Linked DNA regions of Sus scrofa: region 1 is linked to region 2. Evidence: chromatin contacts called from public Hi-C data. All regions are on one chromosome and are shown on one strand. The core of a region is the stretch at or near the end of the contact, and the rest is flanking DNA. Distances in the headings are between cores, read along the strand shown. Region 1 holds the start of BPHL (biphenyl hydrolase like). Region 2 has its middle 17 kb from the start of RIPK1.

The links. A called contact is a pair of places that touch in the nucleus more often than the background predicts.
Region 1: a Hi-C map of embryonic fibroblasts shows a contact between it and region 2, with 5 times the contacts expected there. The contact joins the promoter of BPHL here to the enhancer-like site in region 2. A contact is called at or near these places in 3 of 5 promoter capture datasets (fetal skeletal muscle, liver and skeletal muscle), 26 of 47 Hi-C or Micro-C datasets (alveolar macrophages, blood, brain and 12 more) and 1 of 2 datasets of contacts at active chromatin or transcription factors (skeletal muscle).

The regions. Positions count from the first base shown.
Region 1 is chr7:1,879,935-1,885,469 of Sscrofa11.1, reverse strand. BPHL (biphenyl hydrolase like) reads right to left here and starts at 2,739. Exons shown (of 8, transcript NM_001243485.1): 1 at 2,600-2,739. The coding sequence starts at 2,706. RIPK1 (receptor-interacting serine/threonine-protein kinase 1) reads right to left here. Exons shown (of 12, transcript XM_005665537.3): 12 at 4,765-5,535.
Region 2 is chr7:1,821,587-1,826,917 of Sscrofa11.1, reverse strand. No RefSeq gene overlaps it. Among named protein-coding and RNA genes, the nearest start is that of RIPK1, 17 kb to the left of the region's middle. Within about 2 kb of position 3,182, at least 29 of the 83 cell types and tissues checked have an H3K27ac peak or open chromatin away from gene starts, as enhancers often do. A contact at or near this core is called in embryonic fibroblasts, fetal liver and retroperitoneal adipose tissue, where this site is marked.

The DNA.
Region 1 (5,535 bases), core at 1,490-3,989, 59 kb before region 2:
CCCGGGGGGTACGCAGTGGACAGGGTCACCATGGCGTCTCCAGCCCCTCACAGCTGCCCACCCGGCCCCTTTTCACAAGAGCAGTTCCTGCCTCTCACCGCATCAACCTTACATTTGAATCATCTGGCAAACCCGTAAATCCTCAGATGCCCAGGCTGCACTAAATCAAAATCTCTGGGGAGGGTCCAGGCACCTGCATTTTCTAAATTCCCCAGGACACCAATGGACGACCAAGGCTGAGAAAGACTTCACTGAGTTAAAGTCTTAGAAGAAAAATCCTCTCCTTTTCAAAAACAGCCTCTAGGAAAGCAAGGTGAGCCAGAGGAACCCACGTCCCACCTGATGTCTGTCCCTGAACCCTCCTTCTGGGAGGCTGGAAAGGCAGTTTTGTGGGAGGGAAGGGGCAGGACCAATACACAGCAAGTAATTCCTGCTGAGGGGCCAAGCTGACCCCCACAGGGAGGGAGAGATTACCATGGGGCAGGCAAGAACACGACAGTCCAGGGCAAATAATCAAGCTAGAACTAACGTTTAATTAGTAAGCCCTCTGTTCCCAGCTTCCTCCTCTCACTCATCTCGCTATGTGATGCAGAGTATTAACCTAATTTTACCACCAACGAAGTGGACGATCAGAGCTCAGGTAACGGGCCTCCGTCGTTCTGCCAAAATGAGCAGCTGGAAATGTCCACAGCAAAGCCTTTGGGGCTTTCTGCTTAGAAATAAAAATGGGGGCCACTTAATAAGATGCTTCCTCGCTCTGAAAGTCCTACATTCTCTGTATCTCGTGTGTCCAGCTACTTCTTTCACATACTTTTTCCAAAGTAGCCATTAGCTATGATAAAGTATTAGCTATCCCCAGGGCTTGGATTTATATGGATTTTGATGACTTATTTTTCACATCTTTTATACTTCATGTTTGTATCGTTATTAATTATAACTACGAATTAATGAATTCTATTACGTCCTAGCCCCTTTACACGCGGGCCTGCTACCGTCATGTGTCAAATCCTCAAAACAGTTCTACAAGGCACAAGCTTCAGAGAGGTTAAATAACCCGCTCGTGTCCCTGCTTTTTCTGTAACCTCATGGCTGACCAGAGCCCCCAACAGGGCTGAGCACCGCAGCCACCCTCACCCCGACTGCTGGACAGAAGGGGGAGGGGGAGGCAGGTGCCAGGGGAAGGTGGTCTCTGACTCTCGGGTAGAGTATCCCCAGGATGAACCAGAAAACATCTCTCCCGAAGCAGGCTGTTAGGTTCTGTAAGTCACTGATACTGTAACAGCACATAACACCCACTTTCACGTAGAGAAGGCTTTTCTGACCTGGCACTGGAATAAACCACTTTACAGATGATGAAATACGAAGAGGCAGTTCCAAAGAGCCGACTAACAGAAAGTTTTGCAACACAACTCAGGGTAGGTGGGGCACCAGCTGCTTTGAAGCAAAAGTTTCACAGGAGTGCTTGTACCTACCTATACCACAGGGCTGCTCTCGTTACAAGTCATACCAATTGCAACTGCATTTGTAAAACAGCAGTTCAAAATCCAGAGAAACCTGTTTTTCAGAGATATTTTAAGAGGAATGATTTGCACTGCTAAGTGGATGGGGCCTTCCTGCAACCATTAAATGACCCACTGTAACCCGACTTGGTGCAATCACAGTCACCTCATACCAATCCCTTTCTGCAGGAACGGGATAAATGGGCATTTTTCAATGCTGACTTACACGGTTTTTGCTGACACTGACACATTTTCCCTCTGCATCAAAACAGTCCTGAAAATCTTGTAAAAGATCTAAAATGAGACTAAAGAACCTAAATCAAATTCAACAACCAATCAATCACAACACAAAGACGGAAAGCTGGACAGATTTTTTTCTCATTTCTCCTTCCAAGTTAAGTTTGCAAGAGACGTTTCCACACTAGAGAAAGAAGTTCTAGGGGCCAGGCACCCACCTCGCATTTGACTTTTCTTCGTAGTCAGGAACAGAACTGACCCTTGGACAGTTAGAGTGCTCGTCCCTGTGCGTGTGGCCGTGACCGTGTGCGCGCGCGCAGGTACGCAGAGAATAAAGCCAAAGCAGCTTCATGCAGCTCTTTCCACATTTTCTGCTGGGGACTAGGGCCCCCACTTTAAGACTGTGGGTCGGAGATTAACCAGCTCTTGGTGGCTTTCTCTTAAATCGTGTGTAGGGGGCGGGGTGGGAGTGTCAAAGGAGAGAAAGGCGGATTCCCAACCTCCGGCCCGGCGTCTGCATTTCCCAGGCTCCCAGGGGATCGTCCCGCCCGTCCCGGTCGAGGTCAGCACACGGCGGCAAGGCTCGGGGACCGGGGCCCGCGACTGTGCGAGCTGACGGGGTGCAGGCTGGCCTCTGACGGGACAGCTCAGAGTGCCGCCCGCAGGCCCGGGAGCGGCGGTGGGAGTCCAGCCCGCCTCGAGCGCGTGCGACCGAGGGCGGCCAGCGTCTCCTCCGGGCTCCGGCCGCGCCCCCTCCGCCGCGCCCCCTCGGCCGCACACCCAGCGCGGCTCCCGGCTCCGCTCCCGCCGACCCGAGCGCGCGGACGACAACGCGGGGTCCCGGAGTGGAGCGGCTCTCTTACCTGAACGCGGCCGAGGGCCCGGCCCTGGGGACGTGGAGCCCTGGCTTCAGCGCCGAAAGGAGCAGCAGCAGCCGCCGCGCGCCCCGACTGCCCAGCGCCGCCGCCATGGTCCCAGTTCGCGCCCGCCCCCGGAGCGCGCATGCGCGGGCTCCGCAGGCCGCTGTCCCCCCGCCGCGCCGCCCGGAACACGCATGCGCCGGGCCCGCCGGCCGCCCAGAGCCCAGCCCCGCCCGCACCTCCCGGAACACGCATGCGCCAGCCCACCTGTCCTGAGGGCCTTGATTTTTTTCTTCCTACTTCCGCGCACCCGCTAGGAGGCCACGTCTCAAAACCCCCAGAAATTAATGAGTGTTGGCGAGGGTGTGGGAAGCGGGGACCCCCGAGATTAAGTCAGAGCTTCCGATCGTGCAGACGAGCAAGGGCGCGGCGCCTTCCTCGGCGGAGGGGGAGCCCAGGTGCTTGTGGACTGAGGGTCCAGTGTGTCCGCGTAAAGGACACTGCCCGCCTCCAGGGGGAAGGGCCGCACGGAAGAACCTAGTTCCGGGGTGTGAGGGCCCTGCAGCCGGCAGGTCACAGAGGACGGTGGGCGCCAGGGCCTGGGGAGGGGCAGTTAGTTCCCAAGGGCGTCAGCGTCGCGGTTTTGGGAGAAGGGAGTTGCGCAGGGGAGGTGCTGCTGTTTGCGCAAAATGAGCATAGACTGTGCACTTAAAGATGGTTAACATGAGAGATTTTATGCGTATTTTACCGCTAGTGAATTTTCCTTCTTCAGACCATGTAATTCAAGCTCTAAAGGTTAGAAACATTATCTGCAATCGAAGATTCAATAGGGAAAAAAACAACTACCGTTTCATTGCGGCTATGCCCTGCCCTACCTTACCTGAAAGTAATAGCACGGTGGTGGCTGCTGTGTAGCCTTGGCTTGAGTTGGAGACAGCTTGCTTTCCTATTTACGTGATTTCGCCCCCGCCCCGCCCCTTCGCCTGTCAGGGTCTGTGCACAAGGCTTCTAGGTGTTATGGACCGAAGGTTCTGCTACCTGCAGCGTCCTCACTAGCCCGCTGCAGCTTCTTGAGCACTGAAGGCACATTTGGCTTAAATATGGATTATGCTACAATATTTCTTATTTCAACATAAAGATACCACATCAATTTCCCGCATGGAGGATTTCCCATCGTGGCTCAGCGGAAACAAACCTGAATGGTATCCATGAGGACGCGGTTCCATCTCTGGCCTCAGTCACTGGGTTAAAGATCTGCCGTTGCCATGAGCTGTGGTGTAGGTCGCAGAAGTGGCTCGGACCTGGTGTGGCTGTGGCTGTGGTGTAGGCTGGAGCTGCGGCTGTAGATTCGACCTCTAGCCAGGGAACTTCCATATGCTGTTGGTGTGGCCCTAAAAAGAAAAGAAAAGAAAAGAAAAAAAAACCAACCAAAAACATCTTGTGAGAAATAACTCCTTTTTGGTGTTGTTGAAAACCTAACTTCGTATTATGGACCAAAACAAAGACTGTGACCACAGCGACCAGTGGAGAATCTGCTGAGCAGGATGTGAGATCTGGAGGTGTGTCTTATTTGCCAGTATCAGCCTTAGGCCTGAATATCTTTTACTGTCTGTTTTGGCTTTGTTTTCTCTTTTTTGGCCACCCCATGGCACACGGAGTTCCCCGGCCAGGGACCAGATCTGAGTTGCAGTCTCGACCTAAGCCACAGCTGTGGCAACGCAGGATCGTTAACTCACTGTGCCAGGCCAGGGATGGAACCTGGGTCCCAGCGCTCCCAAGACGCCTCCGATCTGCTGAACCACAGCAGCAACTGCTAATGTCGTTTTTGGAACCAAGAACGGACCATCTTTCTTCTCTTGTTATCCATGCCATCTCAGTTAACTGGCTTCTGCCCAAGACTGGTGTTTTGTGGTGCTTGGGCCTTGTATCAAACTCCTGCGATACACATCTGGCCCTTGTCAGCCCGGCTTTAGAGGGTGGGCTGAGCCGGGTGTGGCCACGGCAGGGGGAGCCACTGTCCAGAAGCCCCTCTTGTACCACCAGCTTCCTCTCCTGGCAACAGCGGGGGTGGGAAACGGGCATACATACAGGGAGTGCCAACCCCCGGGGCAAGTCACAGTGGAGAATCTCAAACTGTTTCATTTATACAAACACACCATTTCAATGGCTTATATTTCAAGTACAAAATTTTTATTTTAAAAAGTCCCTTAAAAATATCTTCCATTTTTGCCCCAACATTGATCAGTTTCTTTGGAATGTAGAGAAATTAGAACACTGTTAGAATACAGGCACAAGGGATGCATCTGGAAAAGAAATCAGCCAGCCCCCTCTAGCAAGCCTGGGACTGTCTGCCCCTCAGTTTCCCTCTCAGCCCCTGTGATTTCATGCTGTGTGGCCTTACGCAGCGAGCCTGGAATGTGTGGGTAAGAAAACAGGCTCACTGCTTTATGGCAGTGCTGGTCTCAGCTGGGGCACTTCTGCCCCTCCACTGCCTCTGAATGTCCAGAGACATTTCTGTCTGTCACGGGGTGTGTGTGTGTGTGTGTGTGTGTGCCATATCTGCCAGGACTGGAGGAAATTCAGAATCAGAACCACCAATACTGACAGCATCCCACCAAACACACTGTTCTGGCAGCCCGTTGGCCACACTGGCCTTCTGTCCCTCCCTCCTGGCACCAAGGTGCTGGCAGGGGCGCCAGGGGACCTGGCGACCCTTCTCTTCTAGCCCTTTGCTCCTCACTCCCTCGTGACTTCAGGTGGGCTCTGAAAGGGTGAGAGCTGCTGGCAGGGTCCCCAGGCTTCGAAGCTGTCCATTTCCGTAAGGGGCACAGAGAAAGATGCAGCTGTGTCCATCGCGCCGGGGCAGGTGGGCAGCGGGGAGGCCGCCTCGCAGCAATGAGCCCTGACGCACGCCCCACCCCCGCAGGGCCCGCACACAA
Region 2 (5,331 bases), core at 1,933-4,432:
ACAAAAAACCAAAACCAAAACCTAAGAATAAAGCTGACCAAGAAGGTGAAAGACTTATATACTGAGAACTATAAAACATTAATGAAGGAAATGAACGAGGCTTCCAAGAAATGGAAAGATAGCCCAATTCTCTTTATTCCAACACCAGGACTTTCTCGGTCAAACCCATGACAAGTCATGGGATGAGGTTTAAGCTCATCCGCGCTTTGCTTAATTCGCGGACCTGGCTTTAGGTCACGTTCTTCACGCAGAGGTCAAGGACAGGAGGGAAAGTCTCAGAAGGAACAAGAACAAGGTGCTCTGGGGGGAACTCAGAGAGAGGGTCACAGGGGGAGGTGAGGACCACCGCCAAACCGTGACTCTTCACAAACCATATGCAAGACTGCGAGCCGAGCTTCCCAGATACCAGATCCCATGCAAGCCTGATTCTGGAAAATCCTGAGGCTCAAGTCAGGTATTCCTTTTTTTCTTCTTCTTTTGCTTTTTAGGGCCGAATCCTCGGCATATGGAAGTTCCTAGGCTAGGGGCTGAATCAGAGCTCCAGCTGCTGACTTACACCACAGCTCACGGCAACACTGGATCCTTAACCCACCGATCGAGGCCAGGGATCAAACCCAAGTTCTCATGAACACTAGTCGGGCTCGTCACTGCTGAGCCACGATGGGAACTCCAAGCCAGGTATTTCTAATTTCAGAGATTTAACTCTGGGAAATCAAATGACAATCAGACCCCAGGTATTTGGTCAAATCATCTGGACACTGGAAAATATTACAAGTCTGGCAGAGACACCTAGGTGAGAACGCAGAATTAGGTCCCTTCTATCAAGCAAAACCACTGAAAAAGAAGACAGAGGAGGCCTGTAACCAACCCTTATTTTCCGGTCACATCCATGGGGTTCTGCCTTCCCCATCTGGAAACCCAACTCTGAGCCCCAAAGCGCCAACATGTTGAAGCTGGGGGCTCTGCCGGCGCTCTGGCGCCCTCCGGTGGCCAGAGCGGTAACTACAACTCAGAGCCCTCCCCCTGCCTCCTGAACCATCCATGGGGGCCTGAACGGGGCTGGAGGCCTGGAAGCCCCATTTCCTTCCCCCTCTCCCTCCAACGACAATGAAGTGCCTTACAGATGGTGGTGTTCCTCTCTCATCCTTTCCCCGAGCACCCAATTCTTTTCTCCAACACCACCACTACCTTAAATCAGTCAGCCAAACACACTCCAAGTCACATAACCTGCTTTAAGTTAACCAATGAATTAGCTTCCCCTTAATTCACAGAGCAGGTGTTTTTGTTTGTTTTTGTCTTTTGTCTTTTTAGGGTTGCACCCGTGGCATACGGAGGTTCCCAGGCTAGGGGTCAAATCGGAGCTGCAGCTGCTGGCCTACACCACAGGCACAGCAATGCGGGATTCAAGCCACTTCTGCTACTTACACCACAGCTCACGCCAATCTCGGATCCTTAACCCACCGTTTGTGACCACGGACTGAACCCGTGTCCTCATGGGTGCTAGTCGGGTTTGTTAACCGCTGAGCCACAAGATGGAAACTCCTCATGGAGAAGGTTTTAACTCTCGTTTTTCCGGCAGAGGTCAACAACAGAAAGAAAAACCTCAGAAGGAAAAAGACTAAGGAACTTCGCAGAAAGTTGTCGAGGCAGGCTTCACAGGGAGAGGAAGAGTGCCCTGCAAATTCGAACCTCAGTTAGACGCTGCAGTCACGACCACAGCTCAGCTTTCTAGGTGACAGACACCAGGCAAGCCTGAGTCTTAAAACGGAACTCATCCCCAAGCCTCAAGCCAGGTATTTCTAATTCTAGAGGTGTGCTGGCGGTAAGTCAAATGACAGCCACATTCAGAAAGTTGGTCCACTTCTCTGGCCATTGAAAAATATGTTGGAGTTCCTGTCGTGGCTCAGTGGTTAACAAATCCGACTAGTAAACCATGAGGTTGCAGGTTTGATCCCCGGCCTCGCTCGGTGGGTTAAGGATCCGGCGTTGCTGTGGCTGTGGTGTAGGTCAGCAGCTGCAGCTCCGATTCAACCCCTAGCCTGGGAACCTCCATATGCAGCCGGTGCGGCCCTAAAAAGGACCAAAAAAAAAAAAAAAAAAAAGTTTTGATAAATAATAAATACACGCCGAAGAGGTTGTGGAGGAAAAGGGAACCCTCCTGCACTGCTGTAGGAAACAGTACATTGGTACAACCACCATGGAGAACTGTCTGGGGTTTCCTTAAAAAAGAAAAAGAAAAAGAAAACGTTCCGTCTATCCGTCTCGCATGGACCCCTGGATGTGAACGTGGGACTAAGTTCCCTGTATCATGCAAGCAATTTAAGCCGCAGAATCGGAGGCACACCCTCACTTACCCTCCTGCAGAGTCACACACACCCTTGGCGCTCCTCCTGCCCACCTCAAAGCCCAGCTCTGAGCGCACAGCGGGGGCACCAGGCGGCCTCTGTGCTCGAGCGCCCTCTTCCGGCCCTTCCCTCAGCCGCCCCCTGAGCAAGGGCAGGGGCTGCAATGAATGGGCCTGAACACCTGAGAGGCTGACTTCCTTCCTCCAATCCTTCTCAGAGTGATGGAGCCTTACTGAGGGGAAAACTTCCCTCTGAAAGAGATCCAGGACCCCAGGACCCCCGTCCCAACACCGCTTCCCCACGCCGATCCGCCACACCCGCTCCTCGGCACTGAACGGGCTTGAAGCCCATCAGCGTCCCACTGAATTCACGGACTTGACCCCCAGAGGTCAAGGACGGGGGGGGGGGGGGGAAGGTCTCCGAAGGAACAAGAAATCTCTGAGGGAGAGAGTGCGCAGGCAGGGATGAGGACCGACACCAAACTCTCAGCTTCTCCGCAAGCCGCATTCAGGAGCATCAGCTGAGCTTCCCAGGTGCCAAAGGCCCTGCGAGGCTGCCTGCGGAGAACCGCACGCCAGTGGCTCAAGCCGGTGTCTCGAGCTCAGAGGTCTGACTGTGACGTCACGTGCTGGTCGGACCCCGGGCGGTCGGTCCCGGTGTCTGGACGCCGGAAAAAGTCAGCGGGTCTGAGCAGAGTTCGGTCCCCTCTCTCAAGGAAGACAATGGAAAGGGGGCCCAGAGGGGCCTGCAAGCAACCCCCTCGCTGGTCACATGCTCTGTGCCCCCTTCCCTGCCTGGAAACCCGGCTCTGAGCCTGGAAGGGCCCACGTGGAGCACCAGGCGGGCTCTGTCGCCCTCTCGTGGCCATCGACTCTAACGACGACCCGAAAGATCCCTCCTGCCTCCGGAACAGGCCTGGGGGCTGCAGGGGGCCTGGGAACCTGAAAGCCTGATTTCCTTCCCCCTCTCCCTTTACAGCAATCAGGGGCCTCACGGCGGGGCGGGGTGGGGGGGTCCTCTCTCCTAGTTCCCCAGGGCATGCGATTTTTTGGATCCAACACCACGACATAAACCTATCAGCCAGGAAGTGGGATCAAGACGGTGGAGGAGCAGGCGTGGCGCTCCCCTTCGCCCACGAAACCACGTCTACAGGTAGAACGATTCGCACAGAACATCCGCTGGCCGCTGGCAGAAGACTTCAGACCCCAAAAGGGCAAGAAACCCTCCACATAGGTGGGTAGAAAAAAAAGAGAGAGAGAGAGGAGAAAAACAGCAATCAGGACGGGACCAGCACTCTGGAGGGGGAGCTGTGAAAGAGGAAAGGACCCCCCCCCCCCCGCCAGCCCCGGAAGCCGCCTACCCGACCCGCGGAGATCAGATACATAAAGATCAGAGAGGAAAACAATAAAATAGAAATTAAAAAAAGGAAAAATTAAGGAGTTTCCGTCGTGGCTCAGTGGTTAATGAATCCAACTAGGTACCACGAGGTTGCAAGTTCGATCCCTGGCCTTGCTCAGTGGGTTAAGGATCCAGCGTTGCCGTGAGCTCTGGTGTAGGTTGCAGACGCAGCTCAGATCTGGTGTTGCTGTGGCTGTGGTGTAGACCAGCGGCTACAGCTCCAATTCGACCCCTAGCCTGGGAACCTCCATATGCCGCAGGAGTGGCCCTAGAAAAGGCAAAAAGACAACAAACAAACAAAAAAAAAATAGGAAAAAATAAACACAAGGGTAAAAAAAACTGACAAACCCCTGGGCAGTCTCACCAAGAAGAAGAGAGAGAGAAGCCAAATTAAAAAAATAAGAAATGAGGAGATTCCCTCCGTGGTGCAGCGGTAACGAACCCAACCAGTATCCATGAAGACAGGGGTTTGATCCCTGGCCTGACTCAGTGGGCTAAAGGATCCCGTGTTGTCTTGAGCTGTGGGTAGGTCGCACGCAGACACACTTGGATCCCGTGTTGCTGTGGCTGTGGTGTAGGCTGGCAGTTACAGCTCTGAATCATCCCTTAGCTTGGGAATCTCCATGTGCAGCCATTAAAAAAGAAGAGAGAGAGAGAAAAGAAATGAAAAGGGAAAAATCTCAACAGATACTGCAGAAATGAAAACAAGCATAAAAGAATACTATGAACAATTATATGCCAACAAATGTGACAACCTAAAAGAAATGGACACATTTCTAGAAACATACAGCTCACAAAAACTGAATCAAGAAGAAATAGATAATTTGAACGGAATGATCACTAGGAATGAAATTCAATATGTACTGAAAACACTTTCTACAAACAAAAGTCCAGGACTAGATGGCTTCACAGACAAATTCAACAAACATACAGAGAAGAACTCATAGCCCTCCTTCTTAAACCCTTCCAAAAGATTAAAGAAGAAGGAGTGACCCCAAAGACATGCTATGAAGCCACCATCACCCAAATACAAAAACCAGACAAAGATACTATCAAAAAATAAAATTATAGGCCAGTGTCTTTGATGAATATAGATGCAAAAATTCTCAACAAAACTTTAGCTAACCTAATCCCACAACACATAAAAAAAATCATACACCACAACCTTCATCCCAGGTTCCCAAGGATGGTTCATCATATGTAAATCTATCCATGTCATGTACCGCACTAACAAAAGAAAAGTCAAAAACCACATGGTCATCTCAATAGATGCACGAAAACCTTTTTTTTTTTTTTTTTTTTTTTGCTTTTTAGGGCCACATTTGCGGCATATGGAAGTTCCCAGGCTAGGGGTCAAATCAGAGCTACAGCTGCAGCCACAGCAACATGGGATCTAAGCCACGTCTGCAACCTACACCACAGCTCATGGCAACACCGGATTCTTAACCCACTGAGCAAGGCCAGGGATCAAACCCTCGGCCTCATGGATCCTACTCAAGTTTGTTAACCACTGAGCCATGAAGGGAACTCCCTGCCTTTTTGTCTTTTTAGGGCCACACCCGTGGCATATGGAGGTTCCCAGGCCAGG